Regions from separate parts of the Cricetulus griseus genome. Here region 2 is linked to region 1. Evidence: chromatin contacts called from public Micro-C data. All regions are on one chromosome and are shown on one strand. The core of a region is the stretch at or near the end of the contact, and the rest is flanking DNA. Distances in the headings are between cores, read along the strand shown. Region 1 overlaps Krt80 (keratin, type II cytoskeletal 80). Region 2 has its middle 18 kb from the start of Krt80.

Region 1 (4,669 bases), core at 708-3,207:
GCTGGCTTAGACCCGCGGAGCAGGGAAGTCCCACAAGCCACTCAAAGGAGTCCCTGTTGGAAACTGAGATTTAGGCCTCATCCCTCCCTTGCTGTATGATTGATGGGGCTTGGAAAAGGGGCAAGGGCCTGGTCAAGCATGGTAGGGACTTTCTGATGTTACAGTTGCTCTGGGAACTTTACAGAGAGTGTTTCTGTGAAGAATTCACACAATCCTCACAGCCACCATAGCAGGCCACGGTCCTCTCGACTTTGAGGCCAGAGGGCACGGATAGACCTGCTCAGGGCCACTTGGCCAGGTCTTGTGTGTATTCAGTGTGACTGAGTGTGAGTGCCCCCTAGCCCCTAAGTCTCCATAGGCCTTCAGGTGCTTTCTCACATGGCTCTTGATGGAGAGGATCTGAGACCGCAGTTTCTGGATGCGCACGTTGAGGTCTGCGATCTCACAGCGGCTGCTTTGGAGGCTGCTCCCGAACTCTGCTGAGCGAGCAGCTCGCTCCTCTAGCTGCAGGGGTGTGGAAGAGGGATGGTGAAGTGTGGTCTGACGCAGCCCCTCACCATCCCTCCCAGCCTCATCTCTACTGTCCATTCCCACCTCCCTCTGCAGCCCTATGTGTTCCCCTGGTGGCTTCCTCCTGGCTGCCCTGGGTAAGCTATACCCACACCTGGCTGGTATGATGGTAATACTGTGACCCTCAGGGAAGCACCCCCTGCCTGCTGTCCCTGGAGCCCTGCAGGTTTCTGGCTCTCACATTTTCCATGCTGCCTGTGGGCTGAAGGCTGCAATCCTCCCTGCATGTGCTCCCCACTACTCCCAGAGCCACAAGGCCTCAGCCAACTCCTTTCTAGTCCTTCCTGTCTCTCCCTACATAGTCAGTTCCTAACCTGGCTCCGTGAATAGGCCTCAGCCTCCTCCAGGCTTCGAGCAGCAATGGCATCATACTGGGCCTTCACCTCCTCCACAATGCCACTCAGGTCAATGTGGCAGCGGCTGTCCAGGCCCACGGTCACCGACACATCCTTCACTTGGGCGGTAAGGTCTTTCAGCTCCTGCAGCACATTAAGTGAGAGGCTCAGGGTTAGTGGGGGAGGACTTAAGGTCTGTCAGCTACCCACAGTCCCTTTGTCCCCTCAGGAGGTGGAGACTATGCTCCCAGCTGCGAATTCCCAGGAAGTTAGGTGGTGCTTACTGCCCTCTCTGACTTTGATACCCAGGCTGGGACCTCTACTCCTGGCTGGTGTTGAGGTGGAGTGGGGGGCAAGCCCCTCCACTGTATCTTGGCCTCTGCTTCCCTATTGGATAGAGAGCCCCAAGAGCCTGGCAGGGTCACCTTGAGCTGTGGGCCCTTGATGGGACATACACATTCACTGGATGGGACCAGAGAGAATGGAGAATGATGCTATCCAGGGTGGGGCTAGAGGCTGGTGAATCCTTGGGAAAATGGGTTTGAAAAGCTCTGGATTCAGATGCAACTCTGCTATCAGAGTCATCTGTCTCCAGGACCCACTGACAGTAGTCAGTCCCTCCCTCGCACTCCAGGCCTGACAGTGTAGCATGGTGTGCTTGTCACAGTACAATCTAGTGTGCTTGTCCCCATAGTTTATCCTTCCCTGATCATAGGGGGTGGCAGAGGCACCCTCAGCAGGAGCAGGGATCTACCTAACTGTGCTCTGTGTCACCTTGGAGCACCGAGGAACTAAGAAGTCTAGCTGTGTTTGTAGCACCAGGCTGACTTTCCACTGTCCTAGCTGATTTTCCTGTGGGAAGGCTTAGGGCTAAATAGAGAGACAAGTGGTAACAAGGGTCTCTCAGGGGCTGCAAAGTGTTGCCACAAGCCTGGGCTGCTTCCTCTGGAGGTGCTAAACAATAATCCAGGCTTTGTGGGGCCTCGGGTGGGAGGAGGAGCAGACTGTGAGTGTGGCTGCCAGCACTCCTCAGAGAGAGATGAGTCAGCAGGCCACAGAGGGACAGGCAGGGAGCCAGGGAGAGGTGGCTGTGGCTCACTCTGTGGCTGTAGGGCCTGGACCGTCATCTCCTCTGGCATTCGCAGACCCCTGTCTCTGTTTTCATCACCACTCTCCTGCCCGTGTTTCTGGCTGCTGACAGCCTCATTCCCTTTTGAAACTCCAGAGACAGGATCCAAACCGGGTGAGGGGATGCGTACCACTAGAAGTCTTCAGTTGTCCACTCCATTTTTTTCTTTAACGTTTTTCTTATTAAAATGCATAGTCCCCCAGGGTCTGAATTTTTTCCTGTGCTGATGTGCAACATAGCCTTCAGTTTGTCCCAGGCTTCAGTGAGCTGGCACTTGGATCTAGAAGCTTGCTTAGGTCCTAGTTCAGCTGGTTCACTCATGGCCACTCACCCTGGCCGTGGTACATCACTTTTGGGACACCCCTCCCCCATTCATCTTTATGTCTAGAGAGGTTGTGTGGAGCCCCTGGTAGGGGCTGGAACTTCTTTCTAGTGGCTTGTACTTGATCGTGAAGATTCAGATGGACCTTATGGACAGCAGAGGAAGCCTTTCTCATTTGCTTGTCTGCAGCGTCGCCCACTAGCAATTCTTAGAAAAGGAAGCTCGGGTGCTGCAAGCATTCCGGAGGCCCTCTCGAGCTGGCAGGACCAAACTCAGGGACTAGTAGCTGTGGGTATCTTTGATTGATCTTCAGGTGAACTGACTGTAAGTCTCTGGGCAAAGGCAGCCTGGAGCCCTGACTGGAATCAGGCCAGTGGTCACCACAGACACACCAACATTGCACACTGTAAATGGGCACCTGCTAGGGCAGTTTTAGAGATGTGGTTCTGGGGATCCCCTTCTGGTCAGTCTGTGGAAATCAGTGAATACGGATCCGGGATTGAGCCCCGTACCGCCCAGGCCAGGTCTAAGTTGGCATCTGGCCCAGGAAAGCCCAGAGATATGGCCAGAAGATGCCACAAAGGACAGGATAGCCAACATGGATGCACCACATCAGACCCTTGCTACAAAGAAGCCGGAGAGGCAGGAGTGAGATAAACAGAAGCAGGAAGTGGTGTTCAGAACAACTGCATGCCTGTCCAGACATGCTGGCTCCTCCAGGAACGAGGGTATAACAAAGCTCACTTGTGTGGTGAGGTGCCACCTTGGGGTGGGCCCCTGACACCCCAAGTTGGCAAGAATTGCACCATAGTACAGTTTGGAGTTTCCCTAGGGAGCTGGAGTTGGAGGAGGCTGCTGTGTGTCTATCTACCTTACAGTATTCTCCATGGGGGTGATGGGAGTTGCTTGGTAAAGTTGCTCTTAAAGGCACTGTATTCTGTATGCCACCACCTTGGATTCCTTAGATAACTCTGATCAAGTTTTAAAACCCATTTGAGGCTCCATCTGTAAAGTGAGTGCAAAGTCAGAACTAAGAACAGCTAACGCTTTTTAAATGTTTACTTCATGGCAGACATTATCCTAAGTGGTTTAAGGTCTATTAGGAACTAATTTCAGGGCTGGGGAGGCAGCTAAGTGAGCAAAGCACTTGCTAGGCAAGCACAGGGACTTGAGTTCAAATCTCCAGAACCCATGTAAAGCTGGACACCTAGTCCTCCTGCTGCTAAGGGATGGGAGACAGAGACAAAAGTGTCACTGGATGATGGAGGGCCAGCTAGACCATCATACTCAGCTTTGAACAACAAAGTGGAGAGCCTGTCTTAACAAGGTGAAAGGTGAGGTTTCTCCCAGAGGTTATCATCTAACCTCCATAGTCATACAACGACGTGCATGCATGCACACACACACACACACACACACACACACACACACACACACACACACACACACACACACACACACTCAGAGGCCAGCACAGTGCAGTATTCTTCTTTATATTTTATAGACAGGGAGATTGAAACAACCTGCTCTGGTTCCCAGAGTTACCGAGCCAGATGTTAAATCTGGGCTGCTCTAAAATCTGTACTCATTGATTGTTACCCAAATCCACAGAGTTTTCATGAGCACTCTGAGCAGGGCTTCTGGGTGTGGCAGTCAATGTTCAGGCTGGATGCATGCACGTTCCATGCAGACTGTAGATCTAGTCAGTGGGAACCATCCAACCATGTGGGAAGGGGCTTGTAGGCATCTAGCTATGTGTTTCCTGATGCTGGAGAGGGGAGGGGACTCCCTTTTTGCTGGGACATCAATAGGATATAGATCTATACTTCTAGGCTTTTCTGATCGGACCCACAGTTGAAATTCAAGTGTCCAGTCCTCTGTGGGCTAGCCACAATCCACTGTGCTCTCTTGTCGTGAGAGGAAGCTGTGTGGCTTATACCTTCCTTTGCTCAGGCCTGCTCTGTCCAGGAAGGGAGCCACTCATTATCACTGGCCTTGGAGCATGTGGGATGTGACACATCTGCCTGAGATGAGCCATTGTGAGTGAAAAACGTGCTTCAGATTTTAAACCTTTTGACTGTGTGTTTCTTTTTCTTTTTGAGACAGCTCTCATGCAACCCTTTCTGGCCTGGAACCCACTGTGTAGAAGAGGGCCTTGAACCTTTGCTATTCCTGCCTGTCTCTTCTGAGTGTTGGGATTAGAGGTGTGCCCTACCATGCCTGACTCTGAACATTTAATAAGAGGAAGAAAAGTAAAATAGTTCACTAATATTTATACTGATTACAAAGCAAAATACTCATACTTTGGATATG
Region 2 (4,669 bases), core at 1,321-3,820, 34 kb after region 1:
AGTGATGAGGTGTGTGTGTGTGTGGGGGTGGAGTGAGGAGAGTGAGGCCTGCCTACTTGCATAGGATGGAGGCTTTGGTACCAGTGATTCTGATAGAGGGGGACACTGAGGCACAGGGGCCAAATGGGCTCAGTTGCTCCCTCAGCAACTCCTTTTTAGGACTGATCTGTCTCACAGTGCTGCCTCTCCCAACCTCTGGGAGTGCTTGGGTGCTGGAGGGACAGGGAATTGTAGGAATGAAGCCATGACAAACAAGCCTGTCCCACAGCTTCTCTCTTCACACCAGGAGGTCTCTCAGACCCTCCCTGGGCCCTAGGATAGAAAGGACAAGGAAGACAGGGTCACTGCTTAAGCCTAATGATGGGCCTCACTTTCTGTGTAGGCTCTGTGGCTTCTCACTGTTATCCAGCTTTGTCTTCACACACACCAAGACAGGAGTTTAGCCAACAAAGACGTTTGGACCTGTCTCAGGCTTCTTACTCTCTTTTCACCTCTGGATGGGGGTATACAGGCAGGCAATTACCCTCCAGTACCACTCAGAGGCCTCTGCCTCTTCTGGGCCACCTTTGCCTGTCACTCAGGGCTTACTGGAAGTAGTTCCTGTCTGAGTAGTAGGCTGATGGCTAACTTAAACTAAGGGGCTGAGGTAGTTTAACCCCTTTGGTCTGGAACATTTTAGCCAGCAGAGGTCACTGGAGGGGGTTCTGCCAGCCCTAGAGAAGGAGAAAACTAGCCTTCCCCTGTGCATGCTGTGGGGTCCCTGCTTCTGAGTTCCAGCTCTAGCAGGTTCTATTACAGGTTCCCCACACCCTGCTCGCATGTAAGGTGGTGAACTCTGCTTGCCTGCAGCATCCTCCAATCCAGGCTTTGGTCTGGAGAAAGGAGGGGCCGGGGAAGCATGGGCAGGCTCTGTCTGTACTGACTGGGGGATGGGTTGGCAGGACAAGGGGCTATGGCTGATGGTGATGTATGCCTACGTGCTCCCTTTCCCCTGATTTTCTGCCTTGCTCTGTGTCTGTCTAGTCCTTCTCTTCACCTTTCTCTTCACCCCCTCACCACCACTCCTCTCCAGCTTCTTTCTCATCTCTCTTTCCCAGCCATCTTTGAACGTTCTCTTCTTCCCTTTCCTGCCTCCTCCAGTTCTTTCATCTCCTCCTGGGTTTCAGTCTCCCTGAGTTCAAGCTGCCTGCCGGGGTAGGCGATTATCCCATATCCTGCAGGCATCCAGGTTACCAGCATGTCCTTCTCCTGCTGCCTCAAGGATGGCTGGGTCCTAATCTTCAGCCAAGTGGTGCCACCTGCTGCCCACCTGGTTCTCTGGTAGGGTTGAGGGGGAGTTCCTCAGGTTGCCTTCATCCTTCCTGTCTTAGAGAGTCCAGGCCTAGGGCAGAGAACTTGACAGTGACTCCTAGAGGTGAGGTTGGGGATTGCAACTTCTGGGCAGCTGGGCCCCCTTCCTGCTTCTATTCTAACTCCAGAATTCTGAAGGTCTCAAATGGCATGTGTGGCTTGCAGTATGCACTAGTGTGTGAACCCTTGGGCTTGCACGTGTCTGGTGTGTGTGTGTGTGTGTGTGTGTGTGTGTGTGTGTGTGTGTGTGTGTGATCTGAGTGTTTCCTGCTGGAATTCACCCTAGGCTTCTGTGTCTGACTGTAGCCTGGGGACTTAGGGGCACTGGAGCAACTTGGAGACCCATGGGTACCCGAGGGCTGAGGATAGTGAGGGCTTGTACTGGGTGCCTGTGGCACATACCTGTGAGGGCCTAGCTGCTTGCCTGAGTTAGGCAGATGTGCACACCTGTGTTTTCACAATGCTCGTGAGTGAGATAAGCCCCTAAGAAGGCCTTTGTTGCCCTGAGGACACTTGAAGGCTGTGAGGAGGGTTAGGGGAAGCAGTGTGTGCCTTTCTGGTTCTGGGGCAGGGCTGATGAAGTGGTAAGCACTTAGATATTTTTAAGCTTTTAAAGAAATGCCAGATTGGCTTAGGACATCACGAGTCCCCAGTCACTTAATTCTGACTCAGTGGCCACCTAAAACCACAGGAATGAGAAGAGCTAGGTTGCCCCCACGCCTCTCCCACCCACCCACCCACCACCCCAGCAGGGCTGGGGCCAAGGAATGCAAGGACACTTCCCTGTGAAGCACCTTCTGGGTGCAGCCTGTGCTTTGGACTATGCTAGCCCCACCCAGTGGCTGAGCTGGGGCTACAAGAATCTTATCATGAAGTCTGCTGCCAGATGCCCAATTCTGCAGCTAGGCCTGGCTTCTTCAGGAGAGCTGAGTGGGCTTTCTGTAGGTGGTCCTCTTTGGTCTTCACTTTCCTTTTTTTTCTAAAAAAGGGAAGATGCCTCCCATCTTCCACTCACCTCCCTAGGGTCATTATCCATGGGAAACGTGGCCACGTGCCTGGTGTGTGGCACATAGGAAGTTTTCAGGAAGTGATAAGTGGGTCTTTCTTGAGAGCTGGCAGTTGCCACAAACCCTTTCCCCAGCATCCCTGAGATGAGATGTGAGTCAGTTGTGGCTGGGTAGCCAGAACACCCAGGCTCCCATTCTGGAAGCATGAGTCAGCTCAAGTTAGGGAGGAGGGAGGTCACACTTGGGTCAGATGCTAGACCCAGGCTGGAACAGATACATGCCTGGCTGTCGTCATATCGTGATGCCCATTGCCAGTTCCTGGATCCCTGAGTACCCCATTAGTGAGGGTTCAGGATGGACTGACACAGGCTCTGTGATATGCACATGGTTTTCAGACAGAAGAGCTGGCAAAAGGCTTTACAATCCCAAAGGCTTCCCTGTGACAGCTGCTGTTTTATCCCTGGGCTGGTTCAGCCTGAAGACCCTCTCTCACTGGCATCAGAGTTCCAGGACTTGTCCTGGGGCACCCTTGCCTCGTTCCCCTAGTGCTCCATCCTTTATCTAGGTTAGTACATCCCATCAGGACCCAGATGCATATCCCTGGGTTTGGTGAACATTTGTAGGGAGGGCATTCCTGTTAACCATTTCTTCTAATCACTCCCCTCTGATAGGGAGTAAGTCATTGCAGTAAACCAGGCCTGTTCAGTACAATGGACAGTGCCTGAGGGGGGCTGGTGGCCCAGTCTCTGTACCCAGCAGTGCCTGCTGTTTTAGCCTCTCTTCTATATCTCTTTAGTGCATGGCTTCTCATCCTAGGAGCCATGGTTTGTATGAGGCCAAGAGCTGGTCAGTTCTTCCAGTGTTATCCAGCCTTGTCTTTTCGGACATCCACAGAGTGAATGATCCTACTTCTTCTATCAAGTGTCTTGGAGAGGCCTGTGTAGGCTGAACAAGGTAGGATGAGGGATGGTGACAGGCCTCCCTTTGCCTTCCAGGCATGCAGACAAAAGCACTGAGCACACGCCTACACAGGAACGTACAGGCAGGGTGTGGTGGCTCACGCCTGTAATCCGGGACTCTGGGGCTAACGCAGGAGGACTGTGAGCTCCAGGCCAGCTCGGATTATACAGTGAGACCCTGTCTTGAAAACAACAACAACAAAAACAGAACAAAACAAAACAGCAGACCAGAATAGAACAAAACCATTAGAAAAACAAGATGGTGGGAGTGATTCGTTACTGCAGTCATAGCACTGGACAGGCCAAGGCAGGAGTTTGAAGCCCATATAGGCTACATATAGGGTTTGAGGCTGGTCTGGTCTCAGTCTAAAACAACAACAACAACAACAACAAAAACCACACACAAACAAATGGAAACTTCAGAAGCTTCCTTCCCCAACAAAACAAAAGACAAATCAGCCCACGGAGAAATATTCATCCACTGGATATCCTCTATGGATTGGCCCTTGACAGGCACTGGGAGGTAGCAGACACATGGGGAGGCATGATGTTGAATTTGCTCAGGCCTGTGGATAGCAGCTCACAGACACAGATACACCTTGACAGACATTTAGTTCTTTACCATCCTTGTATGTCTGAGGTGGGGTGGGTGGTGGGTGGTGGGGCTCACTATGTAGCCCAGGCTGGCCTTGAACTATCGATCTTTCTGTCTTAGCTTTCTGGGTGTGACACTGTGATCTATACTGCCAGGCCAGTCTATTTTTCCTTTCTGTAAAACTACCCCAGAGAAAAATGAAATGTTAAGTTTTACAAAATATGGACCAGCAGCTTGGCTGCCTGGAGAAGGGGATGCCCCCACTTCACTAACTCTTGGTCTCCAGCCATTAAACACTCATCCTGAGGGAGCACATTTGGTTTCACTAACTACAGCATTTGATCCCTGCCTTGTCTGGAATAGCAACACTAGGGATGTGGCAGAGAGGTCCAAGGACAATGAGGTTTGGAGACTTAATTAAATGCGTATTTATTGTTATTCTCAACCTGATGTGACCAAGCCAGTGGGCAAAGGCTTTGATTACTGTCTCCCTTCTTCCAACCTTCACCTTCTCTGAGCTACTGGGCCTGAGGGAAGGCCTTGGCCACTGTGGGGTGTGGGAAGAACCTGGCTTGCTTCTCTTCTTCCAGGCCCCAGAGGCCATGGGCTTGTTGAGTGCTTAATGCTGAAATTCCTCACTTAAGCCTTGAGTGTGGCCTTGGTCCAACTCTCCCCAGCCAAGCCTTGGGTCTGAACCTCTGGACAGACAGCTGTGTGCCCAGCCCACGCCTGGCACCCTGTCCCCGACAGTCAAGGTG

The links. Hi-C and Micro-C count contacts between places; a contact is called where the count stands out from the background.
Region 2: a Micro-C map of the CHO-K1 cell line shows a contact between it and region 1, with 2.3 times the contacts expected there. The contact joins two enhancer-like sites. A contact is called at or near these places in 3 of 8 Hi-C or Micro-C datasets (the CHL-YN cell line, the CHO-K1 cell line and fibroblasts).

What each region holds. Positions count from the first base shown.
Region 1 is chr2:397,789,729-397,794,397 of CriGri-PICRH-1.0, forward strand. It overlaps Krt80 (keratin, type II cytoskeletal 80), which reads right to left. Exons shown (of 9, transcript XM_035440896.1): 5 at 885-1,049; 6 at 379-504. Among named protein-coding and RNA genes, the nearest start is that of Krt80, 15 kb to the right of the region's middle. Within about 2 kb of position 1,958, at least 4 of the 6 cell types and tissues checked have open chromatin away from gene starts, as enhancers often do. A contact at or near this core is called in the CHO-K1 cell line and fibroblasts, where this site is marked.
Region 2 is chr2:397,822,876-397,827,544 of CriGri-PICRH-1.0, forward strand. No RefSeq gene overlaps it. Among named protein-coding and RNA genes, the nearest start is that of Krt80, 18 kb to the left of the region's middle. Within about 2 kb of position 2,571, at least 3 of the 6 cell types and tissues checked have open chromatin away from gene starts, as enhancers often do. A contact at or near this core is called in the CHO-K1 cell line and fibroblasts, where this site is marked.